Linked DNA regions of Salmo salar: region 1 is linked to region 2. The links are chromatin contacts, called in public Hi-C maps. All regions are on one chromosome and are shown on one strand. The core of a region is the stretch at or near the end of the contact, and the rest is flanking DNA. Distances in the headings are between cores, read along the strand shown. Region 1 overlaps aig1 (androgen-induced 1 (H. sapiens)). Region 2 holds the start of hivep2a (HIVEP zinc finger 2a).

What was found. A called contact is a pair of places that touch in the nucleus more often than the background predicts.
Region 1: a contact with region 2 is called in a Hi-C map of muscle, with 2.4 times the contacts expected there. The contact joins the enhancer-like site here to the promoter of hivep2a in region 2. A contact is called at or near these places in 2 of 3 Hi-C or Micro-C datasets (gill and muscle).

The regions. Positions count from the first base shown.
Region 1 is chrssa15:40,399,878-40,406,120 of Ssal_v3.1, forward strand. The region is part of intron 3 of aig1 (androgen-induced 1 (H. sapiens)); the gene reads left to right. Among protein-coding and RNA genes, the nearest start is that of adat2, 20 kb to the right of the region's middle. Within about 2 kb of position 1,449, at least 4 of the 13 cell types and tissues checked have an H3K27ac peak or open chromatin away from gene starts, as enhancers often do. A contact at or near this core is called in muscle, where this site is marked.
Region 2 is chrssa15:40,355,432-40,361,531 of Ssal_v3.1, forward strand. hivep2a (HIVEP zinc finger 2a) reads right to left here and starts at 2,454. Exons shown (of 12, transcript XM_045695719.1): 1 at 2,047-2,454.

The sequences.
Region 1 (6,243 bases), core at 199-2,698, 43 kb after region 2:
ACCAACTTCTCCAACAACCCAGGGAGGGAAGGAAAGAGAGAGTGAGTGAGAGACACCGAAAAAAAGAGAGGCTGAGAGGGAAGATAGAGAGAACACGAGTGTTCAATGGTATTGATTCTCCACCAGAAAAACAAAAGTGTTCTCTGCACTGCTATGTCTTTCTGGTTTGCAGACTGCTGGGGGATTACTTAAAAAAGATCAATAATTGCAGGTCAATTTTCCTGGATGCTAATATTTCAGGGCAGTTTGAGGCGCAGTGGTGTACAATATCATGATTGAGTCGCCGGCCACATTGAGCCTGGAAAAGTTACTAAGTTAAGTTCCCCCGTCCAAACCCTGTCATTAAAACGGGCGCATAGCTGGCTCACTAGCTCATCCTTGACAACTGGGAAAATATTTACTCATCTCGACTCAGTGAACGATGGCCGTTTCACAGCTTGCTTTTTTGCCCATTGTTCCCAAAGCCGGTGTAAAGCTTACTGCGTGAGTAAATCGGTTAGAGAAACACAATTTTTTATTTGGTTGAATTACAAAGTCTGCTTTAGCAGTACATTTCCAAACATTTGTGAGAATGCGTTCACAACCCTGTTGGTGGGATGGCAGCAGGTGAGGTGTGATGCATCCGCGCATTCAACGCTGCGCGTTGGCTCCTCAACGCATAATACGAATGTGAAGTCTTGACACTTGGCTTTCTCACTTATCTGCTCCTTGGCGTTTTCAGAGCGCAGTGAGACCTGCTCCTCTCTTCCTCTCGCTTTCTTTCTCCCCAGTGTTTGTGTTTGACATGGCCTATCCTGTTTTAGCCCTGGACCACTTGAGTGACTTGCGCTTTTTTTTGTAAGAGGGGATTTTCCACAGACAGTACTGGCATCCAGATCATAGGTCTCTGAGAGCTCCTCAATCTTGTGGTCAGAGAGAGAGACAGGGACTGTCACATTAGATTCGTGGGGGGGGGGGGGGGGTAAAATAAAACAGGGCTAAAATAAAACATGACGGAGTCATTTGAAATCCTGGATACAAACATGGGGGCGGGGGTTGAAAAATGCACCGTCCGGCCATATCAATTGATTTCCACCCTGTCCAGACTGAGAGGAGCTGAAAGGAGAGGAGCAGGGACACAAACCAAACAGGTTGTCCTTATACGCCTTGGTGTTTGTGGTATAATGAGAATGAGCATACCCCTGGAGGTATTTTCTAGAGATTGCGTTGCTGACGGGGGAAGAGGGGCTACGGGGTCATGTGAGCCCTTTGTTGACTGGGAGCTGCTGAGAGTGTGTTGCGTGGGTTGGCGGAGGGTGGGCAGGTGGTGGAGTGCGGCTGGAGGGAGGGAGCAGTGTGTGTGTGTGGGGGGGGGGGGAACTCTACACCCGACCTTGGGAGGGAGCGCTATTTCTGTCACCCAATACCCTCTGGGAGCCCTTCACTAGGCCAACAGGCATCCCATCCCGCCCACTGCAGCAAAATAACTCTGGTGTCCACAATCCCACAATGCCCTGACGGCAGCACACACACGGGCTGGCCTGGCAGGGAGGGAGGGGAGAAGGGGGAGAGCTCATGACACTAAGTACACAGGGTGAAATAAGTGACTTAAGCATGTCAGGCATCTTGTCACTGATTAGAAAGGGAACTGAGAGCCCAGTCAATAATTCATACTCTATCTATACGTGTGTAACGCTTGTCGTTGAAGGGGGACCAAAACGCAGCGGGTAAAGTGCTCATCCTCTTATTTATTAAAGAAAACACTTAATCAACACAAAACAAACGACGAAAACAGTCCAGTAAGCTGCATAGACTATACTAGAAACAACCACCCACAAAACCCAGTGAAAACAAACACAACTAAATATGGCCTCCAATTAGAGACAGCAACAACCAGCTGCCTCTAATTGGAGGTCATTGACAAAACTCACATAGAACTAGAAAAGCTAGAAAAACATAGAAATAAGAAAACTAGAACCTAAATCCACAATACCCAACCACACAAAACAAACACCCCCTGCCATGCCCTGACCAACTACAATGACAAATAACCCCTTTTACTGGCCAGGACATGACAGTACCCCCCCCCCAAAGGTGCAGACCCCGAATGCACCTCAAAACAAAACCCACAAAAACAACCCCAAACCTAAAGGGAGGGTGGCCACCGTCAACGACAGTTCCTGTGCTTAACCCCCCCCTCCCCTTCCCAATCCTCCCACCACGGAGGTGGCTCTGGTCCTGGCCGTAGCGCCCGTTCAGCAGACTCTGGGCTGCGTGGCATCGCTGGAGGCCCCGGGCTGAGATGCGTCGCAGGAAGCCCCGGGCTGAGAGGCGTCGCTGGAGGCCCCTGGCTGAGGGGCGTCACTGGAGGCTCCTGGCTGGGGAGCGTCGCTGGAGGCTCCGGGCTGGGGAGCGTCTCTGGAGGCTCCTGACTGGGGAGCGTCGCTGGAGGCCCTGGGCTGAGAGGCGTCGCTGGAGGCCCCTGGCTGTGGGGCGTCGCTGGAGGCTCCTGGCTGAGGAGCGTCGCTGGAGGCTCCGGGCTGGGGAGCGTCTCTGGAGGCTCAGGGCTGAGGAGCTCTGGACAGGGGACTGTCGCCGGAAGCTCTGGACTGGGGCTGCGCACTGGAGGCCTGATGCGTGGGGCTGGCTTAGGAGGCACCAGAATAGTAACCCGCACCACAGGGCTAGTGCGAGGAGCAGGAACAGGACGTACTGGGCTGGGCAGACGCACTGGAGGCCTAATGCGTGGGACTGGCTTTGGAGGCGCCAGACTAGTAACACGCACCCCAGGGCTAGTGCGAGGAGCAGGAACAGGACGTACTGGGCTGGGCAGGTGCACTAGAGGCCTGCCACGCCCTGACCAACTACAATGACAAATAACCCCTTTTACTGGCCAGGACGTGACAAAGTGACAGAAGAGGTTGAGGGGAGGGTCGCTCTCACCTCCCAATGTCAGCTAACCTACTGAAGGTTCACTCACCATAGGGGGGGGTAAGGAAAGACACCGTGTCCCCAGTGTTTGTACATACTTACATTCTCATTGTCACTTCGAGTTATTACCACAGCGCATCAGCTGATATTGCACCAATCAGATTCCTCGCTCTACCTTAACATGGCTGTCTATTTAGTCAATCAAGTTCTGCACACACATTCTCTGATGGCTGCCGCGCACAAGCTATGCGCTGGTGTTGCTGATGGCATGCTATTGTTGTAACATGCTTTACCTGCCACGCATGTCTGTTTCCTGCTTTCCCACTGTTTCGGTCACAGGGATTTGCACAGCGTTCTTTGCTCACTGCCTGTAATTGTTATTATCTTACCATGATGCATGCCCTAGCAGTGAGCTACCCCAAAGGAGCAGAGCTCAATGCCAAGACTAATGCATTGCATGCATTGTAATCTTTTTTGAGTATGTGGCATTTCCTGTCTGAAGCAATTCATTTGTGTATGGATAGTCTAATGTAACGGAGTCAGTCGTGACAGCAATGGAAAGGCAGGAGTCTTTGTGGCTTCAGAAGTGAAGCCCTCTCTTGTTGTCTATTTATTTGTTCTCTGGTTGTCCATTGTGTGTGGTGGCTATGGTAATTACCATACTTTACATAGCATACACTCAGAGGTCCTCAAAATATGTCCCCAGCACTTGGATAGCAGTAGCAGACAACAATGACAATAGAAGCACCAGTAGCTGAGGCATTCTCACTCCTGACCGCAGGGTGTCGGGTTCAAATCCCAACCAGGCTACAGCTGTGAAAGCCTTGTGTGATAAATTTCACCCTAATTGCTCTGTGGGGATACGGAGAGCCTAAGTAGCTTCCAGGGTATCTTCACTGTGGACTAGGGCATCTGCCAAGCAACATGTTCAATGGAAATCATAGACCTCTCCATTGCATGAATTAATAAGCATTGTCAGGAAGCATGAGACCAAAGCTCATCATGGACATGGTTTTTATATGGCAAGTCAAAATAGATTAAGTGTGAGTGATATTGGCGGGGAGGGTTGTTCTTGGAGCCTGTGTTAAAACCACCTTCCTTCACTGGCCTGGGTCTGTTGTGGGAGAACTCTTCTCAGCAGTGCTGACTAAACTCTCTCTACCCTCTCTGCACTACTCCGCTTAATCCTGCTTGGCCCTTCGATGATGGCCATTACCGCTCAAGTAAACCCATACTGTAAATCTAGAGGTTATTCTTGCCTGAGCGTTTAGATGAACTCTGTCTGAAAAAGTGTCCATGTCTCCTTGCCTACGCGTTTATATTAGAGAAAAGGGAGATTGAGATAGCTCAAAAGCAAGTGAGAGGGGAAGACAGATAGATAAGCGAGCGAGACTTTGACTTTGACACAAACCATGCACAGCACAGCACGCTCTCCCTGGGAACATTTACAAATCCAGGAGAGCGGAGCGGTGGAAAAGCTCCTCTCTCTCCTGAAAGGGAGTATGTAATGTCTCTGTGGAGATGAGGTACTTCTTACCTCATTTGCACTTCCAGCAGCTGCGTGGAACTGCCGTGCGTCAAGGTTCACTCTCAGGCTGTAGCACTGGAGAGATGTATGGCTGTGTCTATCTCCCCCACATGTCACCATCAATCCCCTAGTGTCTTTATTTTCACATGCACAGGATACAGCAGGTGTAAAACAGCACAGTGAAACGCTTACTTGGAGCTCTTTCCCAACAATGCAGAATAAAAGTAATGATATAGAAGAAAAAAAAACAAGAGAAATATGAGAGAATAAAATCAAATAAAAAACAGGAGAAGGTGAGTACCAGATTCCAATGTGCAGGGGTACTGGAGGGATTGAGGTAGGTCTGTACATGTACACAGGGGTAAAAGTGACTAGTAGCAGGATATATACCAATGGTAATAATTATCGCTATAGCAGCAGCGTACGTTGTGAGTGGGTGTTTGCATGGTGATGAGTGTAAGTGTATGTGTGTGTGGGTGTGTGACTATGTGTGTATGCGTGTGGGAGAAGAGTGTAGATGTGTGCCTCAGTGGGCAGAGATCTGTGGATGAGACCTGTGGATGAGATCTGTGGATGAGACCTGTGGATGAGACCTGTGGATGAGACATGTGGATGAGACCTGTGGATGAGACCTGTGGAAGCGCATAGAGTCAGTAGGTAATTGAAACACTGCTTGCCTGACGTGGCTGGTTGAAAGATTTAGGGTGTGTCACTTTCTTCATTATTATTAAAACAATATGAAATTCTATTGTTCATCTCCAAGATCAACAATCAGTTTGTCTTAATCGTGTTGCCCTACCAAATTACAGAGACATTTACTAAAATGCATACAGATGTCCTCAGTCTCACTAAGAAAATTGAGGTAGTCTAGAAAGGTAGGGTAACGTAGATGAACTTTGAAATGGGGCAAATACAGCATTTGTCCACCGTCTGATGGTGATGGTCTGAAATGTTGTTACATCGATATGCCATTATGAGAGCCTGGTCAAAGATAAGAGGTGTGTGTGTGTGTGTGTGTGTGTGTGTGTGTGTGTGTGTGTGTGTGTGTGTGTGTGTGTGTGAGAGAGAGAGAGAGGCCAGCTGTGAGGACCTACTCATCATTTTGAATGAGGTCGTAAGGAACACACTGTACAGCATTATGGCATGAGGATACTCACTGTGACTGGGTAAGCCTCAGTCTACACCCACACCTAAGAGGTGTGTGTGTGTGTGTGTGTGTGTGTGTGTGTGTGTGTGTGTGTGTGTGTGTGTGTGTGTGTGTGTGTGTGTCATGAGCGCAATTCAGTAGTGTTTAGGGAGCTTCATTTGTGTGACCAGGACATGGTAGAATAGGTTCTGTTCTGCTGTAGTGTGGTGAGAGGCCAGTAAGAGGTGTAATAAATAACAACACTTAGTGGCACATTAATGAGGAGTTGAGGGTAAACCACCGTTTCTGGGCAGAGCCGTGTAATGCCAACATGTCAGGTATTTAAGAACAGATTAGACTGGAACATGGCTCATTGATAGTCATTGTTATAATGCAGTGTACAGAACATTGGGTCAACTGAGGCTAGACTGGTATGGGAGGAGACTCTTCTGTTGGTCTGAATGTAAGAAGGCTGCCATCTGGTGACTGGTGTAAGTAATGCATACATGGAGAGGCCAGCGTCCTCCATCAAGCTTTTCACTGGTTATGAACCATTGGAGCACTGTAAGCTTTGTTTTAAAGTCCTAGCTTATAGGCCCACATGCCAATGACCAAAGCACAGTTAATGGCATTCTCACCACATGGTTACATGGGCCTAATATTCACTACCATTCACACT
Region 2 (6,100 bases), core at 1,204-3,703:
TCCATGCTCAGTAATAACCTAGCACCCCAGAGCTATACACTACACGTAATACACGCAGAACCACCAGTCAGGTTGAGATATCATGGCCTTCCAATCCCTCTCTGGGATATCAAGTCATTAAATGTGTTACATGGGTTGTCCTTTGAAATTATGACGTGAGAGTGAATCTTCCACAATGACAAAGGTGCAAAGTGGACCACCTCTTTCCAGGCTGTGTGTGTCCCGTGTTCTGTGTGTATTCAGGGCCGTAGCTCAAAGGCAGAGAGGGACAGTAGCCGACGATGTATTTACCCCACCACAGAAGGTGTGACTGTATCATTAACCTGCAAGTGCCAAATGATCCACAGTGTCTCTGCACAGTACAGGAAAGCCACTTATGGGTATATTGGGACTGATGAATCTACAGTAGAGCTGAAAGAAAGATTCACAATAGGCCAGCTCCCTAACCAGAGGCACAAAACAGAAACCGTCCATACACAAACAGATGGGTAGAGTTCTTCATCCACTGCTAAGTGCCTACTGTAAAATTGTGTAATATCATATAGCTTCCGTTCTGTATTCCAGGCTCACAACCTCTCTGTCCTCCTCTCACAGTCAGGTTGCTGGTACAGCGAAAGACACAATACAATGTATGTGCAGTATGATAAAAGATATCCCATTTCTCTCCTACATCGCTGCTGTGGGACAGATGATACAGTACGTAGGTTGGTCTTTCAGAATTAATTCCCAGTGCTTGATGGATATCCACAGTGCAGCTCTACTGCTCCCTGCCTTTGGCTGGTGGTGGCTAACCTGAATTATATCCATTCATATCATGCTCAACAAAGGTGAATTACAATGATGGGACTGTAGGTTATAGCTGTATCTGCAATAAAGCAATGTAGGATATCTAAATGAAGGTATTGTAGGATAAACAGATTCAGATCTACCACCGGGTGATATAGGCCTCAATTGGGGTACCATGTTAATAGGATGTTACCATGGAGGCAAAGGCTTTGAGCACATCCATTGACATGAATGTCTCATGGGAGAACCTGTTGCATTTTGATGGGTAGTTCTGCTGTGCTGATAGACGGAATGAAATATGGAGTGACAATATGTACAGTTTGAGGGCACACCAGGTAAATTGGTTCAGTTGGTTCAAGCATAAGAACAGCGAGGCGGGATGTTAAACGTAAAATGTATAATCTTATAGACTGATACTGTATGCACAAGAGAACTGATCTCTCTTGAGTACCTTCCAATAAAAAGCCTTTGAAATATTTGTTTTCTATGAGGAAAATATGATAATAGAAATGCATGTTGAGCAAATGGTTGAGAGGAAATAACATTTAGACTATTGAACAAAATAAATAAGCAAAGGAGAAAATTAAACTTTTAACATCACTAGCTCTGTGCATTGGCTAAAGCTGGGTAATATGATGCATAAATAACCCATGCCCAGTCCATGCGTAATATCTGTCTAATTAATAGGCTCCACGTCTGATTTACGAAACATAAATAAAGTCACTTTTTTTCCCATGTTAATATTGTATTTTCACCAGAAAGACGGAGACGATCAGCGGCAGAGAACCCCCTTGATGGGCCCCGATCTTGACGGCGAACACGTCATGGAACATTCCCGGAACGGGCCAGCGTACCACCCACCGTCCCTCTCATAGACACACACACATTCAAGCACAGAAACATACGACGTACATAGAATTACAGACCACAACAGTCAACACAGATACAACACTATATACAGATAGGTGACAATGACAGAGGGGTGTACATGGCCTTGACTGTTCTGCAGAGAGAGAGAAACACAATCTTCCTGCCATGAATCCAGCTTCATACTGTAGCTAGGTTTACAAGCCGTTTGCCCGCTGCATTGGCTGTGCAAATTCCTTAGGATATTATGCAACATTCCTAATCTGCATGCAAGCACTGGGTATTCCCCACATAGCTATCGTAATAAACAGAACAAACACGATAGATTTTTCGTTAAAAAACACCTAAATTGTACACTGGAAGCCAACTGACAGCTTCTATTTAGTCACTTACCGTGTCACACTTCAGGTGCCGTGCAAAAACCCACGTCCAGTAAAATCCCAAATAAATTACAACCTATGACAACGCTCTTGACACTTCGCTAATTGTCGGATAAAAGCGTCCAAGACTCAAGAGTGAAACATTAAACAAGAATTAGCACAAAAAAAAGATCGACTTCCGTATGACTATTCTAAAGCCTTTATGCTGCTACTAAATGAAGACAAGTTGGGAGTAAAACATCCTCTTCGACACGATTTTTTCAGTTTGTGAGGAAGACGCCGAAGCTATTATTCCTGGCACAACTTCCCAGAATAGAACATCTGAGAGAGGGGGAGAGCGAAAGACAGAGGTAGAGAGAGAGAGAGGAGTATGAGACAGTGTTTGGTACGTGACGTCATCGGATCCCCCAGCTCGGCCCAGAGAGAGAGAGGCAGAAGCCATGGAGCGAAGCAGTGTGAGGAGGGAGAGGGACAGGGAGAATCCGGCCCCGTCCCCCTCTCAACCGAGCTCTGCACAAAGGGAACTCCCTCAGCGGCGCGCCCGGCGACGTGACACGCAAACAGACAGGGTACATTTCATGCGAGGCCCAATTTGATGTATTTTCACTTATTTATTCTAGCCTCTATTCATATAAAAATATTTCTCTAGCATATCTTATAAAATACCATGGTGCAATTACTGTGTGCCTCACTACAGTCACTGTTGCCTCAGTGAATGTAATTCAATAATGGTGTAAACACTCTTTATTCTCAGGGTACAATATGCAACCCGTTTATTTATTCTGCCTCTTCATATATTCCAGTGAAAATGATTCTCTGCATGCAGTGGCGGTTCCAGCTTGTATGGCTCCCAGGGCGAACCTCCCCCTTCAGCCACCCACCCACCCCCACCCAAATAAACCTGTAATTTTTATTCAGACATATGGAACAACAAAAATAAATAATCATAACATTTAAAACTATATAAATATAAAAAATAAAGGGAACACTTAAACAACACATCCTAGATCTGAATGAAATAAATAATCTTATTAAATACTTTTTTCTTTACATAGTTGAATGTGCTGACAACAAAATCACACAAAAATAATCAATGGAAATCCAATTTATCAGCTGATCCAACTTTGATGTAATGTCATTAAAACAAGTCAAAATGAGGCTCAGTAGTGTGTGTGGCCTCCACGTGCCTGTATGACTTCCCTACAACGCCTGGGCATGCTACTGATGAGGTGACGGATGGTCTCCTGAGGGATCTCCTCCCAGACCTGGACTAAAGCATCCGCCAACTCCTGGACAGTCTGTGGTGCAACGTGGCGTTGGTGGATGGAGCGAGACATGATGTCCCAGATGTGCTCAATTGGATTCAGGTCTGGGAAACGGGCGGGCCAGTCCATAGCATCAATGCCTTCCTCTTGCAGGAACTGCTGACACACTCCAGCCACATGAGGTCTAGCATTGTCTTGCATTAGGAGGAACCCAGGGCCAACCGCACCAGCATATGGTCTCACAAGGGGTCTGAGGATCTCATCTCGGTACCTAATGGCAGTCAGGCTACCTCTGGCGAGCACATGGAGGGCTGTGCTGCCCCCAAAGAAATGCCACCCCACACCATGACTGACCCACCGCCAAACCGGTCATGCTGGAGGATGTTGCAGGCAGCAGAACGTTCTCCACGGCGTCTCCAGACTCTGTCACGTCTGTCACGTGCTCAGTGTGAACCTGCTTTCATCTGTGAAGAGCACAGGGCGCCAGTGGCGAATTTGCCAATCTTGGTGTTCTCTGGCAAATGCCAAACGTCCTGCACGGTGTTGGGCTGTAAGCACAACCCCCACCTGTGGACATCGGGCCCTCATACCACCCTCATGGAGTCTGTTTCTGACCGTTTGAGCAGACACATGCACATTTGTGGCCTGCTGGAGGTCATTTTGCAGGGCTCTGGCAGTGCTTCTCCTGCTCCTCCTTGCACAAAGGCGGAGGTAGCGGTCCTGCTGCTGGGTTGTTGCCCTCCTACGGCCTCCTCCACGTCTCCTGATGTACTGGCCTGTCTCCTGGTAGCGCCTCCATGGACACTACGCTGACAGACACAGCAAACCTTCTTGCCACAGCTCGCATTGATGTGCATTCCTGGATGAGCTGCACTACCTGAGGCACTTTGTGGGTTGTAGACTCCGTCTCATGCTACCACTAGAGTGAAAGCACCGCCAGCATTCAAAAGTGACCAAAACATCAGCCAGGAAGCATAGGAACTGAGAACTGGTCTGTGGTTCCCACCTGCAGAACCACTCCTTTATTGGGGGTGTCTTGCTAATTGCCTATAATTTCCACCTGTTGTCTATTCCATTTGCACAACAGCGTTGTGTTGCTTCCTAAGTGGACAGTTTGATTTCACAGAAGTGTGATTGACTTGGAGTTACATTGTGTTGTTTAAGTGTTCCCTTTATTTTTTTGAGCAGTGTATATTATTCTTACCGATTTCACACAAACCAGAAAAAAATACAATATGTCTGTGAAACTATATATTCACAGTATTATGAATGAATTGTGGTTTATTTGGTAGCATTTCGTAGTATGACTGATTTTACTAATTGCATTAGTACTGTACAAAGTTAGAGATGAGCTATTTGATAGATTCCCCTGCCCCCCCTACCTCGGGCTTCCAGTGGGGAGACCTGAGGACAACATACCCCGCCCCCATCCCCTATTTGAGCTGTATACTTCAGCAACCCCTTAAACAATTACAAAATGATTTAGGCTACTAAAATGAAAAGTCCATTCATTATCAACAGTCTACGGCAGTCCATTGGTAGTTCAGAAGCAAAAAAACAAAGTGAGGGGGAAATGAAGAAGCCTATGGGTGCTAATGGTTTCATCTGTATGAGACTATGGTCACCATGCATTATAAAAACAGAATAACATCAGATGCTACTTATGTAGCCTATGTTAGACTGCATGTGCATCAATAGAACAACAATAGGATCACCCTACATTATCTGAAGCTAAAACCCAATACAATCACATGGTAGTTACAAAGGTAAGTGTAACGTAAGTATTAGGGACATAGCCTTGCTGGCCAAAGTCCTCACATAGGGTATTCCAGTCATTTCGAGAGCCCTAATTATTCAAACACAAAATGATTGATTTGATTCTAGATATTATCTCAAGAGTGAATGTCTATAAATAAGCAGACCACCTCTACCACAACAGCCATCATGAGACATCCAGTGAACTCATCCTCTTTTGGTAAACACGAGTCAGTCTCTAGGAGCGAGGTAACACAACTCCTCAATGAAAGTGAGTGTGTCTAATACAGCCTATACTTTCTTTGGCCTGGGCCCTGGTCCTGTGTGTGTGTGTGTGTGTGTGTGTGTGTGTGTGTGTGTGTGTGTGTGTGTGTGTGTGTGTGTGTGTGTGTGTGTGTGTGTGTGTGTGTGTGTGTGTGTGTGTGTGTGTGTGTGTGTGCGTGTGTGTGCGTGTGTGTGTGTGTGTGTGTGCGCTGTACATATATAGAGTTAAGTGGATTATCAGCTAGAACAAGAGTGGCTTACAGTCTCTGGTAGCTCATGGCCATATCATATCAGCTGTGGCTTGGGACTCCCCATGGAGACCTCCTCTCTGTAATCTTTAGAAAGCCATTCCCAAGGGAGATCAGCTCCCATGGCCCTAAACTAACTGTCTTTAAATCATGGCTGGTCTTCTAGGAGTAATATTGTCATACTGCTCAAGGGCTGCCTTGTAAGAGATACCGTACCTATACGTCAATAGGACTCACATGCATAAATACATGATACATAAAAAAGCAAAACGTTATCCAACATAACATTTTAAAAACGTTAACCAGCACTGCTACTAAAACCCCTTAAACTATCTCTGGTGAAAAAACACCAAGAGAAAGAACCTGTCCTCTTCACCCCAAAAGGCATGTTAGAACAGTGTCTTTCCTCTGGTTTATCTAGCACCCGTTGGTACAGTATTCCTAGAAGGTGATGTCAAAGCTGCTGGTACGAGTACCTGCAAGAGTCTCATATTTTGACATTCATCCAAGGACCCCTGAGGGTATTCCCACAGAT